3 separate regions of the Mus musculus genome follow, and regions 1 and 3 are each linked to region 2. Evidence: chromatin contacts called from public Hi-C and promoter capture Hi-C data. All regions are on one chromosome and are shown on one strand. Each heading gives the region's core, a stretch centred on a gene start, on an enhancer-like site or on the middle of the called end of the contact. The rest is flanking DNA. Distances are from core to core; before and after follow the strand shown. Region 1 has its middle 11 kb from the start of Gm13373. Region 2 holds the start of Col5a1 (collagen, type V, alpha 1). Region 3 holds the start of Mrps2 (mitochondrial ribosomal protein S2).

The links. Promoter capture Hi-C pulls out the DNA fragments that hold promoters and counts their contacts. Hi-C and Micro-C count contacts between places; a contact is called where the count stands out from the background.
Region 1: a contact with region 2 is called in a Hi-C map of cortical neurons, with 3 times the contacts expected there. The contact joins the enhancer-like site here to the promoter of Col5a1 in region 2. A contact is called at or near these places in 3 of 39 promoter capture datasets (the SN4741 cell line, cranial neural crest and embryonic stem cells), 2 of 484 Hi-C or Micro-C datasets (cerebral cortex and cortical neurons), 14 of 115 datasets of contacts at active chromatin or transcription factors (craniofacial prominence, embryonic basal ganglia, embryonic forebrain and 7 more) and 1 of 9 other capture datasets (embryonic stem cells).
Region 3: a promoter capture Hi-C map of hippocampal neurons shows a contact between it and region 2, with 9 times the contacts expected there. The contact joins the promoter of Mrps2 here to the promoter of Col5a1 in region 2. A contact is called at or near these places in 15 of 39 promoter capture datasets (the 3T3-L1 cell line, 3T3-L1-derived adipocytes, the HPC-7 cell line and 8 more), 1 of 484 Hi-C or Micro-C datasets (embryonic stem cells) and 8 of 115 datasets of contacts at active chromatin or transcription factors (astrocytes, embryonic forebrain, embryonic hindbrain and 5 more).

Annotation. Positions count from the first base shown.
Region 1 is chr2:28,413,248-28,418,195 of GRCm38.p6, reverse strand. No RefSeq gene overlaps it. Among named protein-coding and RNA genes, the nearest start is that of Gm13373, 11 kb to the right of the region's middle. Within about 2 kb of position 2,820, at least 30 of the 459 cell types and tissues checked have an H3K27ac peak or open chromatin away from gene starts, as enhancers often do. A contact at or near this core is called in cerebral cortex, cortical neurons and forebrain, where this site is marked.
Region 2 is chr2:27,884,019-27,888,470 of GRCm38.p6, reverse strand. Col5a1 (collagen, type V, alpha 1) reads right to left here and starts at 2,046. Exons shown (of 66, transcript NM_015734.2): 1 at 1,547-2,046. The coding sequence starts at 1,655.
Region 3 is chr2:28,466,639-28,471,326 of GRCm38.p6, reverse strand. Mrps2 (mitochondrial ribosomal protein S2) reads right to left here and starts at 3,261. Exons shown (of 4, transcript NM_080452.3): 1 at 3,185-3,261; 2 at 2,968-3,084; 3 at 2,377-2,506; 4 at 150-1,904. The coding sequence starts at 3,227. The coding sequence ends at 1,319.

The sequences.
Region 1 (4,948 bases), core at 1,571-4,070, 530 kb before region 2:
GTGACTTAGGGAGGCAGGTTGCAGAGCTCTGGGACTGCAGTGCTGTCCGTGTCAGAGGAATAAGGAGCTTCACAGGCCTCAGCCTGTGTGGGGCCTGGGTACTTCTCCTGCTGCAGCTTGGGGTGGGCACGGATATGTATTGGGCAACCACTGGGCACAGAGCAGGGGCCTGCAACCTGGAGACAGAGGTCCAGTTCAGTGCTATTCACTGAGTGCCTTTGGTGGGTTCTTCAGCCTCTGGTCTGGTGTCCTGGCCTCTCCACTGTCCTGTAGTAAAGTTCCACCTTAGTTGGAAAGCTTTCTGGTCATTATGGGTTGTACCATTTGGGGGCTGTTTGGGAGGTGTGGCGGTCACCTTGCATGTCTCACTGTACTTGGCTGGTCCCTCAGCCAAGGGGCAGCCTGAGGGTCAGCTCTGATGGGGCTGAGAGTAGTCTCATGAGATCCAGGCCAGAAGGGGCTCAGTGAAGGTGGATGGGCCAGAGAGGTGGACAAGGGTCTCCATATGGAGTCTGCCATCTTAAGGCAGGAAGGACATGTGAATTTCAAGGGTGCAGGAAAGGCAGGAGATAACCTGCAGCTTGGAGGGGTAGATGGAGCAATGTGGGTAAGGCAGGCAGTGGGGTCCTCCTGAGACAGGTCAGGGTAGGCCAGGATGAGGGCACACCTACAGGACAGGCCTAGAGCAGGAGTCTCCATCACCCTGTGGCTGTTCACAGCTTTTCCTGACATAAGACTCAGGTCTGGAGAGGTCAGGAGGGCCTTGACTAAGTAAGAGAGGGAGGGATGGGAAAGGGTGACACAGAGAGACTGAGAGACACATCACACATGTGCATATATGTGCATATGCACACACACTCACAAACAGACACATACACAGACACAAGTACATAGACACAGACATACACACAAATGCACACATACACACACACACATATACACAGACAGACACACACAGATGCATATACACAGACACACACACACAAACACACATACATACACACATATACACACATGCACACACAGGCACACACAAACATATACACACACAGACACACACACAAACACACACACAGACATACACACAGAAACACAGACACAGACACACAAACAGACACATACATAGACATACACACACAAACATACATACATACACAGATGCACACACACGCAGACACACATACAGACACTCATACACACACAACACACACACACACACACACACACACTCACGAGTCTATCTTGGCCCTCCAACCCTCTCCACACAGTCAGTATGAGGACTCAGCAAATATCAAGTGCCTGGCCCCTCCATCCTGCCCTAGGAACTCATGGCTTCAGGCACTCTGAGACCTGACTTGGCCTTCAAGGCATGCCATGGTCTATCTGGAGGGTTTGCAGGACCCCATGTCCCTTTTTTGTTTCATCCTTGTCTGATGGCCTCTCCTGGTACCTGTGCTTCACCAGGCAGGGCCCCGCCCTGTGGCCTCATTCTGGCTATAGAGCTCATTGTGCACAGCTTGTGTTTTCTGTCACCCAGGGTGGGGGAAGCAGCTTTGCCCTTTGTCTATTGGAGCCCAGAATTCCTCTGGTTTCAGTGCATAGAACTGGGGTCTAAGTGAAAGAGGAGGTAGAAAGATGCTAAGAGCCAACCAGATGTGGCTGATGACTCCACAGGACTGTCCTGCAGACACAACAGGACTGATGGACATATGGACACACAGAGACTGCACACAAGGACACACAGAGACTGCTTACACAAGTTCAAGCTAGATGGGGTCCCAGCACCGAGAGAGCCAGTGACCACAGGCTCCCAGCCCTAATTAAGAAGCTGTCTGCAACTGATACTTACTGGAAAAGGGAAAACCAGTTTTTCCGCAGTGGAGTGTTACTGGGTATATCAACCACACTCCAGGGCAGGACCGTGCACAGGATTTTTTTTTTTTTAATTTTGTTTCATTTTGGCATTTTTACTTCATTTGTTTTATTTTGGTTTTGTTTTATGCTTTTGTTTTGCTTTGCTTTGTTTTGAGAGAGAGAGAGGGAGAGAGAGAGAGAATATAAAGATGGGTGGATAGAATCTGGGAGGAGCTAAGAGAGGGAAAACATCAAAATAGACTGTATGAAAAAGATTTTAAAGGAAAAGAGAAGTGTTTGTTGACAGACTGGATGAAGTTGATCCCCAGTTCTTGCTGTGTCCCTGGGTTCTTATCTGCCTGTGACCTGTCCACAGGCAGGGCTTGGCCCAGTGCCCACACATAGCAGCCAACAAATGTAAGTGATATTGTTGTTGTTCCTATGATTATCGGTGACACTTGGGACTCTGATACAGTGTGCTGACCGGGGCAGGCTGTCATCCCTATCAGCCCCGAAGAAGCACTCTGGGGTGGTGGGGAGCTTCACCCACAAGCACCGGTCAGCATCACATTGGACAGAGTATGGCAAACTGCCAGTGGCCTTGGGATGAGCCATAGCCCCACCCCCAAGGGCCTACCACACTGCCCCCAAGCCATGTGTACACTTCTCTTTGCAAATTGACTTGGCACTAGGCATGCTGGAATGAGGCCGTGCCTGGCTCTCCTGCTGTGCTGGACTCCTTCCGAATGAAAGACAAATGTATTTTAATTTGTTCCAACTTGACACGGAACCCCCTACCCCTCCCCCTTGAGAAACTGGGTCACTAAGCAGAGAATTCTATAGCTGGCGCCAACTTATATTCTTGCTCACGAAACAGCCTTTGTTCCTTTTGCAACACAGGGAGGTTCTGGTGCTGTCTCTCTGGATGTGTGGGCATGAACGCAGAGAGGTCTAGAAATGTTGGGTTTGCTGAACAGAACAGACCGTGCTGAGTGGGCTCGGAAGGGGTCCTCTCCATTGCTCCTCTAGAGAAGGTGCTGGGAGGGCCCAGCGAGGGGAAGGCGCTGCCTCTGGGCCACACAGCAGCAGCTACTGACGCACTAAGCATTAGGAAGGCTGCCTGTACCCACCTCAGTCATGTGGCATTAGGAAGGCTGCCTGTACCCACCTCAGTCATGTGGCGTTTCCCAGGGCTTCACTCAGCTGGATGCAGAGGCCTCCCTTACCTATAAAATAAAGGGAACACAAGGTTGGTAGAATGGGGATGTTGTGTCCAGATGCCACAGGTTTTTAGGGTAGGTTTTTGGTACTGCAGGTCTGAGATGCCAGGAGCACTCAAGGCCAAGACCTGGACTACTCGGCCTCCTTGGGTAGTGGGCATCTGGGTCCCTCTGAATCGGTGTGTGCCAACTCTGCAGATGATGGCAAAGGTTGGTGCTGGCCGTGCATGTGACGCTGTTTGGATGCCTTTGGTGATGCTGAGTCTGATCACATAGACACCTTGGACTCCATACTCTGGGCAAGTCACTGATGGGACCACGACCTCATGTCAGCCTCAGTTTCTCCATGTGCAAGTTGAAGCAATGATAACCTGATTGAAAGTCTTGTGTGGGACTCGCATGAGTAGGATTACATAGGGAGGAGACATGTCTGGCTGTCAAATCTATCTGCATGTGAGGAAGGACAGACAGAAATGTGTGGGCTCCGGTGGGGGATGGGCTGTGATCACAGAAGGTGATCCTGAGTTGTCTGAAGCCGGGCATTGCTTGGCATTTGTGTTGTTGGGTTTTCCCAGAGGGAGAGGGCAATAGAGCCTCAGAAGGTCAGGGGTGTCATCCAGGTAGGGACACTTCCTGCTCTGGGTTCTTCACTTCTGGACACTGTGGGCTGGGCCCTCCTGGGCTGTGGTTGGGTTGGAATTAGAGAGTGTGCAGCTGGAAGCAGCCCAAACCTCAATTTCTATTTCTGATGAGATTTCCCTGGCCAGCACCTTAATGAAGCCAGGGCTGCTGGGGCTTCTGGGAAGTGCACATGGGCTTAATTACTCCTGTCTTGCTCTGCTTGGCAAATAGTCCACCTCCCTGGGCTTCCTGTTCTCACACCTCCAACCTTGGATCTAAGCCCAGGTCCTGCCCTGTCCCGGTCCTCCTCTTCGTCCACTGTCCTTCCATTTGTGTGCCAAGCACATAATCTATGTCTACCCAACTATCTAACCCTGCATCATCCTCTGTCTATCCATCCATTCATGCCACCTGGGTGTTCATCCACTCAGTTCCATTCATGGGTGTACCCATCCATATTGTCCATTGTCCACTCATCTGCTACCCACATATTTAGCAATCCATTTACCCATCCATCCATCCATCCATCCATCCATCCACATCATCCATGTACTCATTTATTCATCCATCTGTCCATCCATTTACTCATCCATGCACCCATGCATCCATGCATCCTCTCGTTTATTCTTCCACTCACCCACCATTTACCCATCCTTTATCTATCCATCTATCATCCATCCTTCCACTTATCTATCTACCCACCCAACACATGTATCCATCCATCCATCCAGCCATCCATCCATCCATCCATCCATCCATCAATCTGCTCATCCATCCATGCTCCCATCCACCCACTTGCTACGTATCTAGCCATTTGCATATATCTATATATATCTCTATATATCCACAAGCTATTCATTTAGTCATCCATTCATCCATCCACCCATGTAACCTGCAGCTTGTCCACCATCATCTATCCATCTATCCACAGATCTATCTACCTTGTCACTGACACATCAACTTATTTATCTATCTACTTATCTGTCCATCCATCCATCCACGCATCCATCCTCTTATTTTAGAAACACTTTTCTAAGACTGGCTGGTTGGGAAAAGATCCTAAGGGGTAAAAGCCCTGGGGCTTCAGCTCTCCCATAGGAACAGTCTGCTGAGTGAAAGTGGCTAGGGTCATCCATGTGAGGAAGGATCGACAGAGGGCAGGACAGGGTGTTGGGAGTCAGTGGGACTGTGCCGAGTGTAAGTTTGAATGTAATCTTCCTAGAGGCCAGGGTGGCACTGAGAGGCTGGAAGCT
Region 2 (4,452 bases), core at 797-3,296:
ACGAAGAGAGGTAGGTGGCCACAGGACAGGGCAGGGCTGGGACAAGGTACAGGGTGGACAGGGTGAACCCGGAACACCCAACCTATGCTAGTGGTAACCCCAGCTTCCCAGGCGAGAGGTCCACTGAAGGCTTCCCTCCTGGGGTTCTGGGGCGCACAGGGGAACATTGTGGGGGTATAGGGAAAAGAGAGGCTGACCTCTCTTGTCTCTCCTCCACACTTTCCTGAGGGCCTTCAGCATTCCCTACTGCTAGCTTAACCCTGGGAACTCCGGGGCAGTTGGTCCAAGTTCCACAAGAGTGAGCATCGTCAGCCCATGCTCTCCCTCGGTCCCCGCAGGCCCTGGCCCCTCCCATTTCCACTCTTGCTCATCCTGTGGCCACTGGACACTAATGGTGCCAGAAAGCAGGAGAAGAATATTGTAATTGGCCATGGGGGGTGGAAATGGATTCTCCTGCTAGTCCTAGTAACACCAGCTAAGCTAAGGAGAGCCCTGTCACTGCGCAAGGGCTGACCACTCCACCCGCTGTTCGGCTGCCTGAACTCTTTCTAACTGCCTTCGCCTCCCTGTATCAGCACATGCCTGGTGCCTTCCCACCCTGGGCTATGGTGTTTAAGGGCTCTGGGGAGGTTTATCCCACAACTAACTAACAAGAGTGATGCTGAAAATAATATGCCTGCCCAGACCTGAGCCTGAAAGCGCTGAAATACAGACAGGGACAATCCCAGTACCTCCCTGATTCTGCCCATTGGATCAGGGCTCCTTCAGAGAACCCAACCTGGCAGGAGTCTCACATCTGCAGATCATCTGAGAAGCTCCCAGCCCAGACTCCAAGGCCCTCTCCAGGCTTCCCGTTCATCCCATCTTTGGGCAGAAAGCCCAAGAAAACTACCTCTAAGGGGTTTGGAGGTTTGACGGCTAGGAGTAGGGCTGGCCTACCTCACAGGGCTCCCCAGTGCCCCTGAAGACTTGTCAGGGACTACAGGGAACTCTGTCCCCTGGGAATTGCAGAAACTTAGCTCAGACAAGCAAGAGGGTGTGTACAGAGGGAAGTCCATAGCTGGGGTTTCAAACTTCTGGGATCCCCCTCCACCCCTAGGCGTCCCTGAGGAACTGAATGGCCTTGACTCTAGGGGGCGGCCCTTTCCAGCTTTCAGAAGGAAAGTTTCTGCTTAAGGGCTGCGTGGGATGCAGCGGGTCGCCTGTGATGTGGGACAGAAAATGCGAGGTTTGGGGACAAAAGTGTGAGCACCTCTGCTGGGATCTAACACGAGGCAGATTCTTCCTTGACTCGACCAACAGCCCCACCCAGCAGGCCCGTTTGAGGAGGGGGCGGTACGCCGCGGGGATGGAGTTGGCCCGGCTCCCTCTCCTGGGCCCCCAACGAATGGTATTCGTTGTCTTGCCCGGTGCATTCCACAGGCCAAGGAGGAAAGTTCTGCAGGCTCGGAGGAGGCCGGCGGCGAAGGAGCCCGAGATGACAGCGGCGCGGAGGTTCTGCGCACCTCTTACAGTCCCCGAGGTCCGGTCCCCAGAGCACTCTTACCTGCGCGGCTCGAAGGCGGCGCCCACAGCAGCAGCAGGAACAGGAGTAGCGGCGAAGACAGCAGCAGGGCGCCTGGGCGCGCAGCTTTCCAGCGGGTGTGTACGTCCATGCCGGCGGGGTGCGCGGGCCGGGGAGCGGGAGACGCACACGATGCACGGGGACCAGAGACACGTCCCGGGTGGCGGACGCTAGGGGAGCACGACAACTTCAGGGAGTCATAGGAAGCTCGGCACCCGCCCGATCTCCCCCGCGGCGGTGGCTGTTCTGGAAGAGGCAGCGGGCGCGCTCGCCCACGGCGCAGGGATCGACTGTGGCCCGGGACGGCCGGGACCCCCTCGCTGGCTGCTCGCGCACTCCCTGTCCTCCTCCTTCTAGTCTCGTGGCCTCCTCACCGCTGCTGCCCCGCGACCCGCTCCCCGTGGGCGCTCCGCTGGAGTGAGGTCCTGCGCCAGCCGCGGGGACCAGGAGTGCGGACCTCGCCTTCGGCGCTGAGCACTTTTCCCCCCTTTCCCTCCCTCCCTCGCTGCTGGCAGACAACGCGGAGGCTGTGGATTCCCCCACCCCCCACCGCCCCCAACGCCCGCAGCAAATCAGAGCCCGGCGCCCCGCTCAGCAAGGCCGGTCCCCGCCTCCCACTGGGCGCCGAGGGCGAGGGGGTGGGGATAGCGGGCGAGTCGCGGCGAGGAAGGGGCTGGCCCGGGGCGGGAGCGGACGTGGGACGGGGCCGGCGCCCCCGTTCTTTCTCCCCGCTCTGGGCGGCGGCCTCCAAAACCTGATGGCCCACCCTGATCCTAGATTCTTCCCGCCTCAGGTACCCCGACCTGGCCAGACTCCAAGAACCAACGTTGAGGGACCCCCGAAGTTTGATCGCTGGAATTCAAAAGAGAGATTGCAGTACCACACAGAACTTTCTCTTTAAGGAGGAGTTCCGAGAGCTCCTCTTCTGGGCGGAGACTCAACTTGCAATTCAGCCAGAAGGGGCTCCCTAGACTATGACTGACAGGCCAATACAGCGCTGGGGACCTGCCTTCTACCTCTCCACAGACCAGACTGTCAAGGATGCCCAGAGGGGCCTTAAGTGAACAAGGAGTGACCAAGTTATTAATCAGGTGAAGGTCAGTCTCAGATCCCACCCCACCGCCTTACTGCTGTCCCTAGTGGCCCAACAACTCACAAGGAAAAGGAAGAGCCCCCTTCCAGAGCTGACAGCTGGAAAAGGAGAGGGGCTCCCAGCTCCCCATCTACAGCAGAGGGAGACAGGAGTTCTCCCAGACTTCTCCAGGCCTGGGAGGCCCTGCAAAAGCCTGACTCACTGCCCTGCCCTTCTCCAAGGGCTTCAGGGTTTGTTTAGAAAGAATCAGAGTGAATTAAGAAGGCTTTCAGACACAAAGCTATCGCTCCCTTTGAACACATTGCAGCCTGAAAGAATTTTGTAGTGATGGAGACCGGCCTGGGACATCTCTCTCCGGCTGCATCCTCAGGCTCCCTAGTTTCTCATTATTCTCCAAACAAGAGGAGAGTGGCAGTCAGGGTGCAGAGGCATTCATGGGATAGAGGCAGTCAGAGGGCAGAGGCAGTCAAGGGGCAAAGGCAGTCAGAGGGCAGAGGCAGTCAGGGGATAGAGGCAGTCAGGGGGCAAAGGCAGTCAGAGGAGTTGCTGGGATGGCCATGCTCTGGTTCTTGAATCTGAATGGGGGTGGCTAGTACTGACTTAATTCAAGCTTTGCTTAAGTGTGGAATGTACCTTATAGGGAACATCAGACAGTACACAGAATAGAGGAGGAAAGCTGGGGATGCAGCTCAGAGGCTGTGCACAAAGGTCCTAAATTCTATCCAGAGTACAGAGAGGGCAGAGGGAAACAAGCTTGAGTGGACATGCAGACAGACAGACAGACTCAGTCACAGTACAGTAAGAGTTAAAAGCCAGCTTGTACTTGTTATGGAATAATTATGTATGTGTGTAAGTTGTATAAATGATAAGATGTGTATGTGTGTGTGTATGAACACATGTGGGGGCATGTACATGCATATGTGTGTCTCTGTGTGTGTGCTGTGTATACTGTGTGCTTATGTGCCATTCCATTGGTGAGTTTCATGGGGATGAAAACCTCAGCCATCCGGAGGCTTTCACCAAGCTCACCTCCCCATCCCCAACCTGCATCAGGTCTACATATCAGGGGAGGTCTTTCTCCCATCCACAGACGGGGACGCTGCAAGTCAGGCGGGGTAAGGGGCTTACCCAGAGCACCAAATCAGCAATGCGCTGTGTCAGAGCCAAGATGAGTGCTGCAGCTGATCAGCAGGCACAGGGTTCTTCCCTCTTCGTGCTATAATACAGACTCAGAACATCTGCCTTCCAGCAGGTACACCCTAGGCATCCTGCTCAGGCTAAGCCAACCCATACCCAGCATCCTCCTGTGCCCAATTGGCATCTCATGATAATGGAGAGTATTGGTCATGGTCTGTTCACCAGCATGAGTCTTTGAGGAAGCAAGCTGCCTGTGGGCCCCATCTATACCAGCCTGCACTGTTGCACCAGGTCTCCATGATCATGGACATAGTCTTGTGCTTCTGCTGTGTTCTTTCCATCTCGCCTGTCTCTGTATATCCACCTCCATCCAGTGTCCCCTGCATGTCCCTGCCATGCATACATGCCATTACCCTCTGTTGTAGAATACAGTCCTCCAAGCAAAGCAACTGCCATTATTATCAGGTCAGCTGTCCCTGCTTGCAGGAGTCCATCCTGATTAGGCTTGTGGACTGTTGCTGTTCTCACATAGAAGCAGACAATGAGGGAGGACCTTTACCTGAGACTCTGGGGAGAAGCAAAGAGGAAACGCTAAGGGGTGGGAGGTGCTTCCCTCCTTCTCGGAGCATATGAAGTCTCTCAGGCACATTACAGACTG
Region 3 (4,688 bases), core at 2,012-4,511, 580 kb before region 2:
CTTCATCACTACTAAGCCAAGAGTTATCAGGTATCCCCAACTCCTTTTCAGTATGATTTGAGGGTCCCTGCAAGCATCAGGGCCTATGAAAGGCAAGAAAGAAAACTTGCCTGACTTAGTTGGTACGGGTTCAAAGTTCTAGAGAGTCTGACACCAGGTGGTTTACTGTAAACATATATTAAAATAGTACAATTCTGGAAAAGTTTCCTGATGTAATACAATCCCGGGTATAAGAGGCATAATTACATTGAAACTCAGCTCAAAGTACACCGACCACAAAGATGGGTCCTATAGCTTAAGGGCCTAGGATCTGGTATGGTCTCTGACCAAGATAATGTAGAGGTCAGCAGGTTATAAAATACTTGTGACATCTCCCCTAAGCATGGATTTTATTGGTGGAGAAACTAAGTTAAAAATAAAGGTCTAGGAAGGAAGAGTCCAAGACAAACATTTAGGGGGCATTTGGGTGAGGTCTGGCTCTACAAATAGCAAAGGTCACCAGGTCATTAACAACATCCACGCCCAGTCCTCTGGGTGGGAAACAGGTATGGATTTCCTTCTTTGGGGAGTCAACCCTATGTGATTAACATTCCTGGTTTCCTTGGTGATCTGTGGGCTCAAGGACTTTTGTGCTCCCATCAGTAGGTTCTTTTAAAAAATACTTCAGCCAAACATGGAACAAACTTTTGACACCTTTTTTCACTGTGCGAGCTTCCATATTAAACATAAGAGCTCCAGAGAAGCCCATATCCATAAAACTCAGCCTGATTCAGTTTTATGTTCTTTCCATTACCCCAAACCTTTAAAATCCATTCCCACATATATTCCCCAGACTTCTGCTTGAATGAATTAGCAAACTCATTAAGTTCTTTAGTAGTGCAGCACAATGCATGGACTATACTTCCTATCTTCCCTCTGGGAGCCTGCTTAGCCTGGTTACAGGTCTAGAGGCAACTACTGGGGGTCCTGAGGGACATCAGTGTTGGTTTTGCTTGGAATTTTCTTCAGAGAATGAAGGATTAATTAGCAGACAATGGAGGATTAATTTTAACTGAAAAGCGGAAACTTGGCTAGCTATGTTCAAGTCTTAATGGATGCCAGAGGCCATGTGACTAGGTACTTTACCTGAGTTTGTTCCCAGAAAAGAGACAGATAAGGGTTAGCTCAAGATCATTGGACTTTGGGGTGGCCATATCTAAGGAAATAGGACTGTGGTGCTGATGCTGAGGACAGGGAGTGGGGACACAGACCAGGGTTGGACAAGGACCTTCCTGCTCAGAAGAGGGCTGGCTATCTAGTGTGGGAGAAGGGCTTTCTGTTATGGGGAATGGCTCTTATCAGGCACAGGAGATGTCCCACTGCCCTCGGACCCCTTGGGACTCTGCAGCCGATGCAGGGCCTCCATCTGCCTCCTCTTCTCCTTGGCCCTGTTGATGGTTGTCCGGAAGAGCTTGCAGAAGAGCTGGATAGCTTGGGGCGAGTCGTCGTTGCCAGGGATAGGGTAAGTGATGAGGCATGGGTTGCAGTTGGTGTCCACAATGCCCACTGTGGGGATGTTCATCTTGGCTGCATCCCTCACAGCCACATGGGGTTCAAAGACATTGTTGAGTGTGTGCAGAAAGATGATGAGGTCTGGTAGGCGGACTGAAGGCCCAAAGAGGAGTTGTGCGTTAGTCAGCAAGCCACCCTTGAAGTAGCGGGTGTGGGCGTACTCCCCACAGGCCTGGGCTGTAGTCTCAATTAAGTGAGAGAACTGACGATTCCGGCTCACAAACAGAATGATGCCCTTGCGGTAGGCCACGTGCGCGGTGAAGTTCAAAGCCAGTTGGAGATTCAAGGCTGTCTGATCCAGATCGATGATATCTTGGCCCAGGCGGTTCCCAAAGATGTACGGCTCCATAAACCTGCCAAAAAACCCCCAGGGTAAACGGACCCGTGTGCGTGGAGCTGCCCTGCCCCTTCCACAGCCACCTACCTACCAGCCACCCAGGCTCTTACATTTACCAACTCCCACTACTCCTGCCTAGGGAGTGATGGGCTGGGGACACAGGTGTGGACTTGCGCACAGACAATCAGGTTTGTGGCTCAACCTGTCCCACCTTCTCCCTGTGGAGATTTGAGAACCAACTGCAGATAAACATGAACCCAACCAAGGTGCTCTGCCCAGTTTAACTCTCTAGGGCCACTTCTGTTCTATACAGCAGGTCCTCTCCACCGGGCTCCCCCGCCTGCCATGACCCTCAGTTTTCACCCTGTCTGTGAACCAGCATCAATACTAGCACTGCACTTGGTGTTGCCGCAGACACCCCCACCCTGCCCCCACTTCCAACCCTGACCCAACTCCACCACTCTGCCCACACGGCCTGTGCCAACTACCTATGGCGGCAACCAGCTTTATGTCCCAGGTGTACTCGGGCCTCGAAGAGGCTCTTCACAGAAAACAGCTCCTTGACATTGAAGAAATCCGAATGCTGTAATGGCGTATCTAGGATCCTGCTCTGGAAATCTGAAAAAGAGAGTAAGGGCAGACACTGTGGCCCATCACCAACCAACCAAAGACTCACCAGTCTCCTGGGAGTGGGAAACTCAAAGCTGTGAGGAAACGCCAGGAAAGATCTGGAAGACACAGGGGCATTTTTGCAACACCGAGGGACTAGTGTCAAGGTCTAAAGTGACTGTGTGCGGGGAAAACCTGGCCAAGTCCTCTTCCCTTAATCTCCACAGATGTAAGAGGAAAACGAACCAGGGGCCTCGTTGACTTCGGGTGCCTTAAACGCCCCTCCAGAAGACCAGCAAGATGGACAGATACAAAAGTAAGTCTTCACGGGTTTCGAGAGCTACCAGGCCACAGGGGTTCTATCTCCCTCCCACCACACTTAGATTGGTACTGGGTTCCTTTGGGGACCCTGCAATGACAACCTCTCCACGATTCCGCGCCCCGGCCCAGCTCCACCCGCTGATCTTTACCGTCGCCATCCTGGGGCTCGCTGACTGCGGGGACCGGGGCTCCCGTGACCTTCCTACCATTCTGCTCCGCAGGGCCCGGGATCGCCTTCTGCAGGAAACCTGGCCAGCGCCGCACACCTGCGGGGAAAGAGCCGGTGGGGGCGCGTCCAACCCTCGTCCCTGTCCTCCCCTCTCGGATCCCCGGGTTCCCCCCATCTCCGAGATTCACCGCGCTCACCTGCACACAGCAGCCGGGTCAGCACGGCCGGAGCGGGCGCCATGGCGGGCGCGTGGACAGAGATCCTGCAGAGACTCTTCCTGCCCGGCAGAGCGCCTCCTCCTCTGAGCGCGCGGGGTCGCAGCGCCGCTTGCTGGCCCGGAGGACCCTCTCCGCTGTGCACCGCTCGCTGCGCCCGCATCCTTGTAAATGGGCGAGTTGGCACTGTGACCAGTGGTCTGCACTCAGCTGGGACGTGGGGCTGAGCTAGAATGAGCGACCTCTCACCCACAGCTCGTTCCTCTCGATAAAATTACAGCATCCTCTGGAGGAGGCGACCCTCTTGTTCAAATTGGTTTTTAGAGGTTGTTTTTAGGGTTGCTGTTTTTTTTTGTTGTTGTTTTTGTTTTTGTTTTTGTTTTGTTTTGTTTTGTTTTTCCTGAGACCCGGTTTCTCCGTAGCCTTGAGCCTTGACTGTCATGGTATTCGCTATGTAGACCAGGTTGGCTTGAACTCAGAGAGCAACCCGCCTCTGCCTCTGGAGAGCTGAGATTGAAGGCATGCCCTACCACCGCCCCGTTTATTGTTTGTTTTATAAGTGCATTAAAAAAAACTATTTATTTTATGTATATGAATACACTGTGACTATCTTCAGACACACCAGAAGAGGGCATCAGATCCCATTACAGATGGTCGTGAGCCACCATGTGGTTGCTGGAAATTGAACTCAGGACCTGTGGAAGAGCAGTCAGTGCTCTTAACTGCTGAGTCGTCGCTCCAGCATGCATTTTTTTTATTTTTTAACATTTGTTTTAGTTTTACTTATTTTTTGCCTACATGTATGTATGTGTACCTTGTGAGTGCCTTGTCCCTGTGGAGAGCAGGTGTCTGACCTCCAGGAACTAGAGTTAAAAGTGTTTATGAGTCACCTTGTAGGCTCTGGGAGTTGAATCCAGGTTCCCTACAAGAGCAATGAATGCCCTAAATTGCTGAGCCATCTCTCCATCCCCAAATTACATTAAACTATGACGACAACAACGATGACATTGACAATGATGACGACGACGATGACAGCAACAACAACAACAACAATCTCCCTGACTGGCCAGACATTCATAGAGATCTGACTGCCTCTGTCCCCTGGGTGTTGGAATTATTGGTGCACACCACCACACTGTGCCCTAAGTAATTTTTTATTGTTTGTTTTAAAATTACTATTTATTTTTATTATTGTTGTTAAGACAGGGTTTCACTATATACTCCTGACTGGTCTAGTACTCTCTTTTTAAATCAGGCTGGCCTCGAACTCAGAGATCTGCCTCCTGGCATTGCGCTAGCACGTCATTAATGCTGAACTATGTGCATGGTTCACAAGATCATTTTTTATATTTCACCAATATATGGCCTAGGATTCCCTAAATTTAGCAGCACCTCACATCTAGATTTAGGCTGAGTTGTGGGGGTATTGGGTGATAGAGGCCATGGCCAGGACAGTAAACGACAGACTTGTACTTGCTCAGGCAGA